Linked DNA regions of Sus scrofa: region 2 is linked to region 1. Evidence: chromatin contacts called from public HiChIP or PLAC-seq data. All regions are on one chromosome and are shown on one strand. Each heading gives the region's core, a stretch centred on a gene start, on an enhancer-like site or on the middle of the called end of the contact. The rest is flanking DNA. Distances are from core to core; before and after follow the strand shown.

The links. HiChIP or PLAC-seq counts read pairs in DNA pulled down with a chosen protein or histone mark.
Region 2: an H3K27ac HiChIP or PLAC-seq map of alveolar macrophages shows a contact between it and region 1. The contact joins two enhancer-like sites. A contact is called at or near these places in 1 of 47 Hi-C or Micro-C datasets (epiblast stem cells) and 1 of 2 datasets of contacts at active chromatin or transcription factors (alveolar macrophages).

The regions. Positions count from the first base shown.
Region 1 is chr8:39,872,711-39,879,126 of Sscrofa11.1, reverse strand. The region is part of intron 5 of SCFD2 (sec1 family domain-containing protein 2); the gene reads left to right. Among named protein-coding and RNA genes, the nearest start is that of RASL11B, 170 kb to the right of the region's middle. Within about 2 kb of position 5,131, at least 6 of the 83 cell types and tissues checked have an H3K27ac peak or open chromatin away from gene starts, as enhancers often do. A contact at or near this core is called in alveolar macrophages, where this site is marked.
Region 2 is chr8:40,174,129-40,181,397 of Sscrofa11.1, reverse strand. FIP1L1 (pre-mRNA 3'-end-processing factor FIP1) reads right to left here. Exons shown (of 17, transcript XM_021101251.1): 9 at 971-1,080. Among named protein-coding and RNA genes, the nearest start is that of FIP1L1, 20 kb to the right of the region's middle. Within about 2 kb of position 2,972, at least 1 of the 83 cell types and tissues checked has an H3K27ac peak or open chromatin away from gene starts, as enhancers often do. A contact at or near this core is called in alveolar macrophages, where this site is marked.

The DNA.
Region 1 (6,416 bases), core at 3,882-6,381:
AAAAGCCATGGGGTCCTCTATAGCTGAGGCTGGTCTAGATATGGCACAGAGATTCTTAGCAGCCAACGAAAAGAGAGAACTCTGATTAGTTAGAATTTGGGAGAAGGCAGTGATGTCACAGCGTTCTGCCCACGCAGACTCCACCTTCCTGGTACGGCTATGTCTCCTGGAAGCTCCTGCAGCCACACCAGTATTTTTAGGGCCAGGTTGACATGAATCTGTGACTCCTTTTTTCAAAGCATGCCTTGGGAGGCTGCTGTCCCAGTTTTCCCAGGTGTGCTGTTGGAGCCAGTAATTCATTGAATTGGAGACATGGTTGCAGATTTCTTACTTTCTCCTTCTCTCTCTCTCTCTCTTTTTTTTTTTTTGCTTTTTAGGGCCATATGTGCGGCACATGGAAGTTCCCTGGCTAGGGGTTGAATCAGAGCTGTAGCCACAACCACAGAGGATCTGAGCCACATCTGCGACCTACACCACAGCTCACGGCAACACCAGTTACTCAAGCCACTAAGCAAGGCCTGGGCTCGAACCTGCATCCTCATGGATACTAGTCAGATTCGTTACCGCTGAGCCATGACGGTATGCTGAGCTCCTAGGTGCGAATTTCAATTCCTTATCCCAGCAACGCTCATCTTGGGGGAGCAAAGTCAAATCCGAAGGCATGAGAAATGAACTAAGTGTCTAAAATTAGATGCAGTGTCCCTGGAAAGGATTTTCCTCCCTGGTCTAGTTCTGTATTCAGACCCATGTGCCCATGGGGGTCTAAATATTTATTGGGCCCTCTGTGCACAGTGGTCTTAAGAAGACACAACTACCCATGGGCACCATAAATTAAGTCAGTTGCCTGTGATGCGCTCGAGAAGTTTAATGTTCCTTTCTTTTAACCTTTTGGATAGTTTTCAGAAAGTCGAAAGAAGCACCTCTTAATCTATAGAATTATCTGAACCCCTGCATTCATTTATATAATAGAGATAGTCCCCACACTCTGACTTGGTGCCAGGCACTATGGAACTACAGCAGTGAGTAAAAATATCAACATCTCTGTAGGCAGACAGCTTCTAATTATTATTTTACTGTTGTTACTTAACGTTCAGAAAAACTCAGCCCTTCTTGCATTTTTTCTAGCTGACCAATCAGTCTCTGAAGTACTATCTCATGTCTATTTTGATCTCTAAATTACCCTGTGAGGTAGTTTGGCAGGAATTAATCCCCTCTTCAGAGACCAGGAAAAATGTAAACTTGCCAAGGTCACACAGAGCTGGGATTCAAAAACCAGGTCTCTTAACCCTAAGGTCTGCCCTTTCTCCATGATACCATTTTCCCAATTAGGTACTTTTATTTTCTGACCTCTAGTTTGCTAGATGGTCAAAGATAAGCAGTTCTTTGTGACACTCTAGATACAGACAAATTTCTCAGAAAACTGAACAAATATTGAGGAATCAGAACACAGGTTTTTTCAGTCCTGCTGCCTGATTTAATGGCCTCAGAAGCCCCGGCTATGCTGGCCCCGGCATATTTCCAGGGCTACCGAGAAGACAGAAAGATACTGTGTTCTTAGTGCTTATCACCATCAATTAAAAAAAAATCCAGGCCTTTTGTAAGGAAAATTACATCCTTCAATGTTTGTTTCCTTTCATATGCACCTTTTTTTGGCAGCCCCATGGCATATGGAGTTCCCAGGCCAGGGATCACACCTGAGCCACAGTTGCAGCCTCTGCCACAGCTACAGTCACGCCGGATCCTTTAACTCACTGTGCTAGCCTGGGAACCAAACCTGCATCCCAGAGCTCCAGAGACACTCTGATCCCATTGCGCCACAGTGAGAACTCCCCTTTCTTAGGCACCTCTTAATGGTTAACTTGCAGCCAACATCCGTTTGCAGTCCAGCCTCCTTTCCTAACCCACCAGAGACAATATCTTTCCTACCCCCAAAGCTTAAAGAACAAGAAAGTACAGTGGGAGAAGGGTTTCCGACAACACCACAAATCACTTGCCGACGTCCCCAGTGGCATAAACCATCATGCTGTATGATACATGGACCTGTGGCCCCTCCTCATTTTTCAAACCGGGATGCTGGCATCCAGTCACTGGAGTGGAATTGGCCCAGTAATGTTTTCCATCTGCTGGCTTGGCACGAGTCATTACGGGGTGTCACCTGGGTTCTGTCTTAGAGTCTCTAGGGCCAAGGCTAGAGGCACTACAGAAGAACAATTACCTTATTCATCTGTCAGCACTGTTTACTTTATGTGAACAAAACAAGATTTTGCTGAAGTATATAAAAGAAATTTACTGGAAAAGAAAAGTCTAGGCATCCTCTCTCTCCCCCCCCCCCCACCCCTGCCCTCACATCTTCAAATTCTGATACATCTCAAATGTCACCTTCTCTAAGGAGCTTTTCCCCACACCCTCAACCTCCATGTGCCCCTGGAGAACTTATTTCATATTGCTTTGTGTCGCCATTATTTATTTGTATTTCTCTCCCTCCCACTAGACTGTAAACTCTTCAAAGGAGAATATGAACTGTATCTTTTAAAGTTCATACCACTCAGTAAGTTTCTGTTGAGGGAATGATTTGCAAGTATAGAAAAAAATGGTAATTCCTGTTAGTTTTAAACTAAATCTACAGGAATAAAATATGTTGAATTTGGCATTCTGAAAATGAATTAAAGCCTTTTTTTTCCCTTTTATAAAAAGTTAGCAATAGGAAGTTCAGTGTGAAAACACTTTTAAAACAATTTTAAAAACAATGTTAAAAACGACTGAACTTTTTATTGTGGAAAACCAACAGGATGTTCAAAACTACTCAATATCATTTAAAATTGACCTTATTTAATGGAAATGTTCACATTATTAGTATTTCAGAAGTGATGTATATGCTAGTCATAGGAGAAATTATTTCTAAAAGAATGTAAGACTTTTAAAAATTTTTTATTATAGTTGATTTGCAGTGTTCTGTCTATTTCTGATATATAGCAGAGTAACCAGTTATGCATATATACACATTCTTTTTCTCATATTATACTCCTTCATGTTCTATCACAAGTGATGGGATATAGTTCCCTGTGCTATACAGCAGGACCTCTTTGCTTATCCATTCTAAATGTTATAGTTTGTATCTACTAACCCAAAACTCCCAATCCATCTCACTCCCTTTCCCTCTCCCTTGGCAACCACAAGTCTGTTCTCCATATCTGTGAGTCTGTTTCTATCTCTGTAGATAGGTTCATTTATGCCATGTTTAGATTCCACATATAAGTGATATCATATGGTATTTGTCTTTCTCCTTCCGATTTACATCACTTAATATGAGAATCTCTACTTCCATCCATGTTGCTGCAAATGGCATTGTTTTGTTCTTTTTTTGGCTGAGTAGTATTCCATTGCGTATATGTACCACATCTTTTTAATCCATTCATCTGTCGATGGACATTTAGGTTGTTTCCATGTCTTGACTATCTGTGAATAGTGTTGCAATGAACGTAGGGGTACATGTATCTTTTTCAATGAAAGTTTTGTCTGGATATATGCCCAGGAGTGGGATTGCTGGATTATGTGGTAGTTCTATATTTGATTTTCTGAGGAACCTCCATACTGTTTTCCATAGTGGTTGTACCAATTCACACTCCTGCCAACAGTGTAGAAGGGTTCCCGTTTCTCCACACCCTCCCCAGCATTTGCTATTTGTAGACTTATTTATTAATGATGACCATTCTGACTGGTGTGAGGTGGTACCTTATTGTAGTTTTGATTTGCACTTATCTAACAATTAGTTATGTTGAGCATTTTTTCATGTGCCTATTGGTCATCTGTATGTCTTCTTTGGAGAAATGTCTTTTTTTTTTTTTTAATGTATCACATTGATGCTGGTTTAGACAGTTCAGGGAGAGCGAATGAGGTGGCTACAGGAGTACAGGAGTACTTCTGGAAGGAAGAGCATCTGAAAAAAAAACCTCCAAAACAAAACAAAACAAAAAAAAAAAAAAGCCAAACCGTCTACCCTGGCATTAAGACCCTTCACACAACTTTTCATCAAAGGGCTGAGACAGGTATTCACAACTGGCTCTCATCTGAGCAGTAACCTGAACACCCAGGCTCTGTCTTCTCCAGGCAAGGTGGTGGTCACAGTATCACTTGTACCCACAGTCAGTCACATGGTCTGTCTTACCTGCAGGGAAGGCTGTGCCCAGGAGGATGAGAGAGCCTGTGGGGAATAGCAGTGTAGTCACTGAGCTTTGAACTCTTCTCTTAGGAAATTTGGTTCCAGCATAGAGTAGTGTGAGTGGCCTGGAAGATTCAAACACCAGAGCTGGAGTTCCCATCGTGGCGCAGCGGAAATGAATCCGACTAGGAACCATGAGATTGTGGGTTCAATCCCTGGCCTTGCTCATTGGGTTAAAGATCCGGCGTTGCCGTGAGCTGTGGTGTAGGTTGCAGATGGGGCTTGGATCCCGCGTTGCTGTGACTCTGGCACAATTCGACCCCTAGCCTGGGAACCTCCACATGCCGAAGGAGCGGCCCTAGAAAAGGCAAAACCAAAACCAAAAACACACAAATACCAGAGCCATTTCTATGGGAGTCATCAGGATTTAGTGACTGACTGGATGGGGAAGTAGAAACACAAGAATAATACTGGCAGTTTCCTAACCTCTCCCTCTGTCTGTCTTTAAGGCTCTCTCAAAGTGATTTCTAAAAAGCAACTGGACAAGGCTCTGAAAAGTTGTCTGTCACAAGGTTGTTCTGAAACAGTGGTTACCTTGCAAGCTGTGCATCCACTGGCTTTACACATCCACTCTAGTCCAGATGACTTTTCAGAGGGACCGCAGTCAGATTCAAAAGAGGACATCATCTGATTAATGTGACTTAACATTAGCAAGTGCATTTCTGGTATAGGGACATGAAAGGCCTTGACAGTGAAGAACAGTCGGGAAATGACAGGCTCATTTAGTGTGTGGGCAACGGAAGACCTATCCTCTCTTCAAAAATAGCTGTCAAAGAAAAGAATGAACCAAGACGAGCTGGTTGCTAATAGTTTTGGCGTGGGAGGAAAAACTGCATTGCAGTTCCTGACTCCGAGGTGGGGTCAGGAAGGTCAGTCGCCCAGTGTTGACCTTTGTGTTCAGAGTCTTTTCGCATTGACTCACCAGACTCTTGTAATTTGGTGAGCCAGAGAGCAGAGAAGTAGGAGGCAGTCCCCGTGCTGAACTTTAAACTCCTCAGACGCTTGTCCTGTACGATAACAATTAGCACTGCCTGGGATCCAAAGCAGACTAGCCGCCTAAGACCGACCGTATTAATCTAAATGAAATCAATGAGTGACCACAGGAGAGCCCGCTGGGAAGCTGGGGGCAGGCAGCTAGTAGCTCTACTGAATAGCCTGTACACTGTTTGTTTGGACATCTGTCTGGAGATGCCTTTTTACGAGAGCCATAGGCCTGATGGGATGCGAGAATTGCAGCAACATCGATAGGATCACATGCTCATCAAGTGCCAAGGTCCTCTGATCCCTTCAAATCTAAGAGCAATTTTTTTATTGCTTAATTCTTCTCCTGGTGATGACCTGATAAGTGACATCTTATAATCAGGCCAATGATCTTTTAAAAAAAATTTTTTTTATTACTCAAATGAATTTATCACATCTGTAGTTGTATAATGATCATCACAGTCCAATTTCACAGGAATTCCATCCCACAACCCAAGCACACACCCCCATCCCCCAGACTGTCTCCTCCGGAGACCATAAGTTTTTCAAAGTCTATGAGTCAGCATCTGATCTGCGAAGAAGTTCAGTCTGTCCTTTTTTCAGATTCCACACATGTCAGTGAAAGCATTCAATGTTGGTGTCTCATTGTATGGCTGACCTCACTTAGCATGATAGTTTCTAGGTCCATCCATGCTGCTAAGAATGCCGGTATTTCATTCTTTTTAATGGCTGAGTAATATTCCATTGTGTATATGTACCACATCTTCTTGATCCACTCCTCTGTTGATGGACATTTAGGTTGTTTCCTTGTTTGGGCTATTGTAAATAGTGCTGCAATGAACATCAGAGTACATGTGTCTTTGCGAGTCGTGGTTTTCTCTGGATAGATGCCCAGGAGTGGGATTTCTGGAGGCCAATGATCTTTTTCAAAATTAAGTAATATGTGTTTATGATAGCAAACTATGAAGCTAAAGATTTTAAGTCAACTTTAGTCCCATCATCTAGAGATAACTACTAGAAATATTTTAGTAAGTTTCTTTCAATTTATAGGCATGTACATATATAGATAGATAGATATACATATACCTATATAAATAAGGCTTAAATACAAATTAACTCTGATATTAGAGAGCTTCCCAAGTTATTCTTTAAAATTTACCTTTAATGGTTGCAGGATGTTCTAAGATCTACTATTATTTATTTAAGCATTTCCTAT
Region 2 (7,269 bases), core at 1,723-4,222, 300 kb before region 1:
ATAGCTAGTAAGTAAATACATTAAGCCAGGATTTGAACCGCAAAAGTCTGGTTTTGAAAATGTCCATAAGTAATTGTTAAGATGAGAAGAGACAGTCAAAATCTGAGATGACTTTATGACATTTAATTCTAGATCAAAGTTTCAAAAGTCATTATCTTAAGGCTACATGTTTGGTTTCCCCGCAATCATACAGTATGAAATACCAGAACAAAACCAGGAAACTACGCAAAATAAATTTAACTAAAATAAAAGATAAATGATCTGGCTGAGAACAGTGATCTGGCTAAGAACTAGTAATAGTCAGATTATTAACTTATTTCACGCCCAGAAAAATAACTGATTTAAGGCATCTTTATCTAATTCAAGATGCAACTGCTAACATCAAAATTCCCTACTCCTGGCTTATCCTTTACCATTTTCCTAGTAATAGGCTAACTACTTGTCATGTTTAAGTTAAAGACATTTACCAACACATTTGCCTCTTACAATTAATATCTTGTAGAACTCAAAGTTAGGTATTATCACAACAAACCAGAGAAAGGAAAGAAAGTGGTTTTAATTGCAAACATTTCTCAGGCTGAAATTTCTATGACTCTTTCACTAAAATCAGTAAAACATCTTGAGGCCAGCACATCTAGACTTAGGGAATTCAATAATTCTTTATAGAAGAATAATAAGCATAGAAAACAGCAAAACCATTATTGTCAACACCTCTCTTTAATGTGAGATTGCTGTCTCTTTATACACACATGTAATTATATATCAGCCTTCATTTCTTGCTTACCTAAATTTTTTCAGATGAAATAACACCCAGAAGAGTTTTTCACAAAGAATTCATTTTGTACTAAAACCAAGTAGAATGTTCCAGTTTTTTGTTATGTCATTCAGAGCCTTTCTACCTCATATGGCACTAATACGAGGTAAAGACACCAATTCCTTCAATCAACTGAATCATCAATGTCTCACTAACCTGCTTGGTGGGAGGCCAGTCTTGAACAAGGAAGGAGGAGAAGTAAACTCAGCTTTTGTAGATGGAAGTGCTGCTTCCTTCTCTGAATTTCCAGTTCTTCCCTGCTGTACCTTAAAAAAAGGGGTTATTAGCTTGTTTAATTTAATGGAACACTCCACATAATACAGTAAAAATGTTAAAACCATAACATCTGATTCAAAATTAAATATGAAGAATGTTTCATTGCTGAGCATATAATAAAATTAAACCTATTCTAGAATAGCATTAGGTGAAAGGCATCAAAGATGGATTATGGGATCAAAATGTTCCCAACTATTAACAAGTTCACATTAATGTCACTTAAAAGTCTGATAAACTATAACTCTTAAAGACTTCCATAAATTTCCTCAGATCAACATAAACAGTCCAAGATACTTAGTTAAGACTCTGTGTTTCATAGTTAAAGAGAGGCCCTGAGGAATTTTCTCATTCTCTTCTATGTTTACTATCCTTATCTAAGAAAAATGGCCATTTCAGACATTTTGACCATTTTCTATTCTGACTGATTTGCTGTATTAATAATCTGCTCCTGCACTTCCATAACCTTTCCCCATTTCCCCATCACCATCAACAGATCCACCATCCTGCCAGTTCAGTACACCTCGAAGCTTTAGTACCTCTTCTCATTCTTTATAATCACTTTCAAACCAGTTATCTGCTTCATAATTTCTCCCAAATTTGCTCATCTTTTCTGCTCCTATTAGATCCTTTGAATATGGTCTAGCCATAAGACTGGTGAAAATATTCTTTACACTCTTGCTTTTATACTCACCCTCCTATCTTAAAATCAACATTAATTTAATAAATTTATATAGTTCAAGTTGCTCTATACTTGAATAACATCACTATTATCTTACGCCCTATATAAATTCTACTGTCCCTTTTCAATCTAAATTCAGCATCATTGCCTTTCCCGTGAGGCAAAAGCCAAGATAATTCAGACACCATGACTCTTATGTATATAAACTACTGATTCAATTTCAAAAACCATCTACCTCTCAAATAATCATGTGCAACTTATTTTAAATAAAATATTAATGTTTAAGTGCTAAATATATAAGGGATGATGAGGATCAGCACTAAGACAATGAGAACAGAAAGCAAGAACTAGATGTGATAGACATTTGACAGTTAAAACTGAAAAAATATGGTGGCAGGGAAAATTAATATGATTTAATCATCATTTATTAAATATCTATTATGTACCAGAAACTGAGACCATAGAGAGAAATACAACAAAATCCCAGACTGTGGAAAAGACAGGCACACAAACCACCAGAGCAATACAGTAAGTGTGATGAAAAAAAAATATCGCTGGGATAAAAGATGCTATTAGAAAACACAGAAGAAAAAAACGCACTCCTCTTCCCAGGAATGTCAGGAATACTCAAGAGCTGACACTATGGTCTCAACTGTTCCCCTGAGCACCAATAATTTACATCCAATTTTTCACATGTTTAATAAGCATCTCAAACTTAGCATGTCCAAAACAAAGCTACTGATTTCCCTCTACCCGACAATCTGATCCTCTCCAAGTCTTCCTCATATAAGTAAATGGCCCTATCATCTACCAAGTTTCTCGAGAAAACAAAAACACCTAGTAATTATTCAATGCATAGGAACATTCTATGTCAACTTCATCTAGACAATAAATACTAAGTTCAACCACTTATCATCATGCCCATTCCTAAAATCCAGGTCAAACCCACAACCACACCTCAACTGTTCCACTAAATTAACTTGTCTTTCTGCTTTGACTTTACATCACTAAAATCCATCTTCTGTACACAGCCAAAGCAGTGTTTCAAGTGTAAATCAACTCATGTCTCTCCCCTGCTCAACATTCCCCAATAGCTTTCTAATACCAACAGAATAAAACCTACACTTACCATGGCCTACAAGCATTTACAGAGTATGGGCCCTGACTACCTCTCCAACTTTGGTTTTCCTCTATTCCTGCCCAACTTAACTATGCCCAGTCACTATGACCTTTCTTTTCTTCTTAGTTCCCCCTTTATGAGGGCTTTTGCACTAGCTGTTCCTTTCACTTTACAAGTCTCCTCGAAACAGTCATTACAATCTCTACCATATTATCATTTTGTGTTTTCTTCATGGAATTTCTCACTACTGTCATTATCTTAAGTCCTCTTATTTATTTTACGTTTATTATCTGTCTGCTGCCACTATAACATAGGATCCCTGAAGACAAGGATGACATCCAGTCCAAATCTGTATCCTAGGTGCCCAAAAACATCACCAGGCATGCAATGAATGCTCAAATATATTTGCTATTTGATTGGCTTTGGGACTCAGCTTAAATGTCACTTCTTGAAGTCTTTCATAGGACAGGTAATTAATAACTATAATTCTTGGCATGATATCCAGTTATACCTATCTTTTCCATTAAGTCATATAAATTCTAAGACCACAAAGTCTAGGTCTATAATGGTTACCTCTACTCTCCACCCAAACCTAAAACACTTCCTGACACAGCCAACGCTCAGTTAAAAACTGGGGAGAAGGGACAAAGAAGGGTGGGGAAAAGTGGAAGGGGAGGGGTGAGAAGACAGCATAAATTAAAAAGTATTTACAAAAGGGGAAAAAGTAAAAAAAGGTATCAGGAAGACACAGTACACTTTTAAACATGTAAAAATTCCTTATGTTTCCTAAGTTCATTTTCTGAATTTCTTCTTAACATAGGCATTATATTAAACAATTCTGAACTTCATCATTTGAGCAACCCTCCTATTAATACATTATCACCTTGTCTTCCGATGTTGCATTCAGCATTACAGATTCAAAATTTGTTTAATCAAAACATAATGAGATTATTTTTTCACATGATCTAATATTTTAAGAAATGACTGTAAGACATCACAGCTATTTTTGGGGGGGGGGGGTCATGTGGCATGCCGAAGTTTCTGGGCCAGAGATCAAATCCGTGCCATGGCAGCAACAATGCCAGATCCTTAATTGATAGGCCACCAGGGAACACCATCGTGACTGATTATGTAAAAAACAAATTCATCTCAGATCTTACATATGCAAAGAAAAGCTGACTGAAGTCTATAATCTTAAGAAATTAAGTATTTACACAAATTATGCCAACCTTCATTCTGTAAAATTTCCTACGACTGCCCTTCACAGCATTGCTTATAAAAGCTTAATATTACAGGAGTTCCCGTCGTGGCGCAGTGGTTAACGAATCTGACTAGGAACCATGAGGTTGCGGGTTCGGTCCCTGCCCTTGCTCAGTGGGTTAACAATCCGGTGGTGCCGTGAGCTGTGGTGTAGGTTGCAGACACAGCTCGGATCCTGCATTGCTGTGGCAGTGGCATAGGTCAGCGGCTACAGCTCCAATTCGACCCCTAGCCTAGGAACCTCCATATGCTGCGGGAGCGGCCCAAGAAATAGCAAAAAGACAAAAAAAAAAAAAAAGCTTAATATTACAAAATAATATCCAAAAAATTATTGTCAAACACCCAAATAATGGATTATGTAGCTATTTTAAAGTGTTAATTATCAAAAAAAACCTTAATAACCTAGGAAAACATTCATCACATGTTAAGATGGAAAAAGAAAAAGTAGATAACTGCATAAATTATTTGTTTCAACCCACAAGAATAAAGACTGTGAAGGCAACAAAATTTAGGACTGAGCAAGCAGATGAAAAAATAGTAACTGAGCTGACCAAAGAATCTGAATCCTAAATCAGAAAGGAGAAATCAAAGACATATTAATTTCCACAGCAAGATTCAGGAATTGACAACTCTAGCTCCCAGAGCATTTCAATCAGCCAAGTAAAAAATATAAACCCTCTAGGCAGGATACTAGAGTATCTTCTCTGAAAACTTAGATTATTACAAAAACAAAAATAAAAAACAAAAAGCAAAACAACCTAGATACTGACATCAGAGACTGTGAAAAAAGCTTAGCCCTACAGTAAAGCCTACAATCAGCCAAGCCCTACCCACATGCACAGATCATCTTCACCTTTTCAGTGGTCCACTTTCTTGTGAGTTAATAATGGCTAAGGATCAACAAATATTTGAGGAAAGTCAAAAAGCCCAAAACAACAAACTTAAAAAATCAACTTGGAGAAAACAGCCTATGCACCAAAAGAAAACCTCACAGAAGCAACCTATCATTAATATCAAGACCTTTTTAGAGACAGAGGGAGAAAAAAATACTGCCATCGCTGCATGCATGAACAGAAGCAGGATGCTGTAAGAGAAATACTGAAGAAAAATCTTCTTGGATATGCAAAAATATAACAGCAGAAATGAAAAAGAGAACAGGAGCACTCTAAGGTTAAAGAAATCTCACAGATAATGGAAAACAAAGAGAAAGGAAATAAGAAAAACTAAGAAAATTAAAGGACCAGCATGAGGTCCAATTTTTGAATAAGAGGTCCAAAAGACAGAAGAAAGCAGAGAAAAAAAGCAAAAAAATAATAGAGGAAAATATCCCAGAGATGAAGGATACATAGTTCCAGATTAAGAAGGTACAAATGAATGCTTGGTACAATGGATGATAATAGACCAAGACACATGCTTATGAAATCCACAATACTGGTGACTAAGCTCATACATACATCTACAGATACGGGAAACAAAAAAAAAATATATATGTGTGCACACACATAGTATTTTGAGAGAAGGTTGTGGTTAATTTTTCTTACATACATATCACCTAGTCTCACCAGTCACTCCTCTCTTGCCCTCACCCCAAATGATATAATCATACACCTGGTTGTTGTTGCACCCAAGTGACCTTATTTTTATACCTATTGTATCTCATCTTTCATTTTGTTAAAAAAAAAAATTAAAAACCTTTATTTAGAGAGTTCCCATTGTGGCTCAGCAGTAACAAACCCAACTGGTATCCATGAGGATGCGGGTTCAGGTCCTGGCCTCGCTTAGTGGGTTAAGGATCTGGCATTACCATGAACTGTGGTGTAGGTCACAGGCAGAATGGTTCAGATCCTGCATTGCTGTGGCTGGTGGCATAGGCTGGAGCTACGGCTCTGATTCAACTCCTATCCTGGGAACTTCCATATGCCCTGGCTGCGGCCCTAAAAAAACAAAAAACAAAAAGAAAAGATTTCAAGAATGTCAAAATGTTGATAAATCACTGAGGCACTATAATAAACACACAGGGGTTCATTTGTATTATTCTATCTACTTGTTAATATGTTTGGAAATTTACTGAATAAAAAGTAAAATAAATTATTTTAAAGATGCAGTTGGGTTGCTTGTCTCTCAACAGACTAAGGATGAAAAAATCATCTTCGCAATAGATACGAAAATAACTTAAACTTGAATCTATTCCTCTGTCCATCACCAGTACTAGTTTGGATCCTTATTCATTTTATACCCTGACTCCCTTTCTGTCTTACATTCATTCTTCAGCTCACCCCAGTTCCAGTTCTTTTTCTAAAAACCAGATTTGCTCATGCTATTCTCCTACCCAAGAACTTTCAAATGGCCTCCTACTGTCTGCAGGCTAATTTAAGATTAAGGTCTTTCTCATAATGGTCCCATTTCTACCATTTCCAGGCTTCTCTCCTCTGTCTCTCACCCACCTTTCACACTATCTGGTTTTGTTCACATTGCTCTCTCTGCCTACAATGTTCTATACATCATCTCTCTCCTACTAATGAAAACTCAACTGTCTTTCTTTTGTGTGTGTGTGCTTTTTTCTTCTGCCCCGCCTATGGCATGAGGAAATTCCCCAGCCAGGGATCAAACACATGCCACAGCAGCAGCCCAAGCTGCTGCAGTGACAACGCTGGATTCTCAACCCGCTGCACAACATAAGAACTTCTCAACCATTTTTCATTTATTACATCCCATTTGAATCCTTCTAGGCTCTGTGACGTAGGATAACCCATGCTCACCTCTGAACTCCCTACTGCATTCTGTCAATACACCACATAACACCTGTCACAGTATACCAGGATTATTAGTTCACATGTACACATCACTCAGATCATGAGCTTCCTGAATACAAAGACTCTGTTTTACATAGCATCCAGCATAGTGCTGGTTCAGATATATTTTTTTTTCCTTCTTTCTCACCAAGCCTAATAATGATGGTTCAAATGGCAGTTAAGTGGACAAGACCTTGGATTTTATCCAACCACACCACACACTACTGCCAGTGTCACTCTCCTGATCACTAATAGGCGGTAATCCCTGCAATTCTTCCTCCTGGTTCCTAGGCTGTCTAAAGCTAAATCACACCCTACATATTCTTCT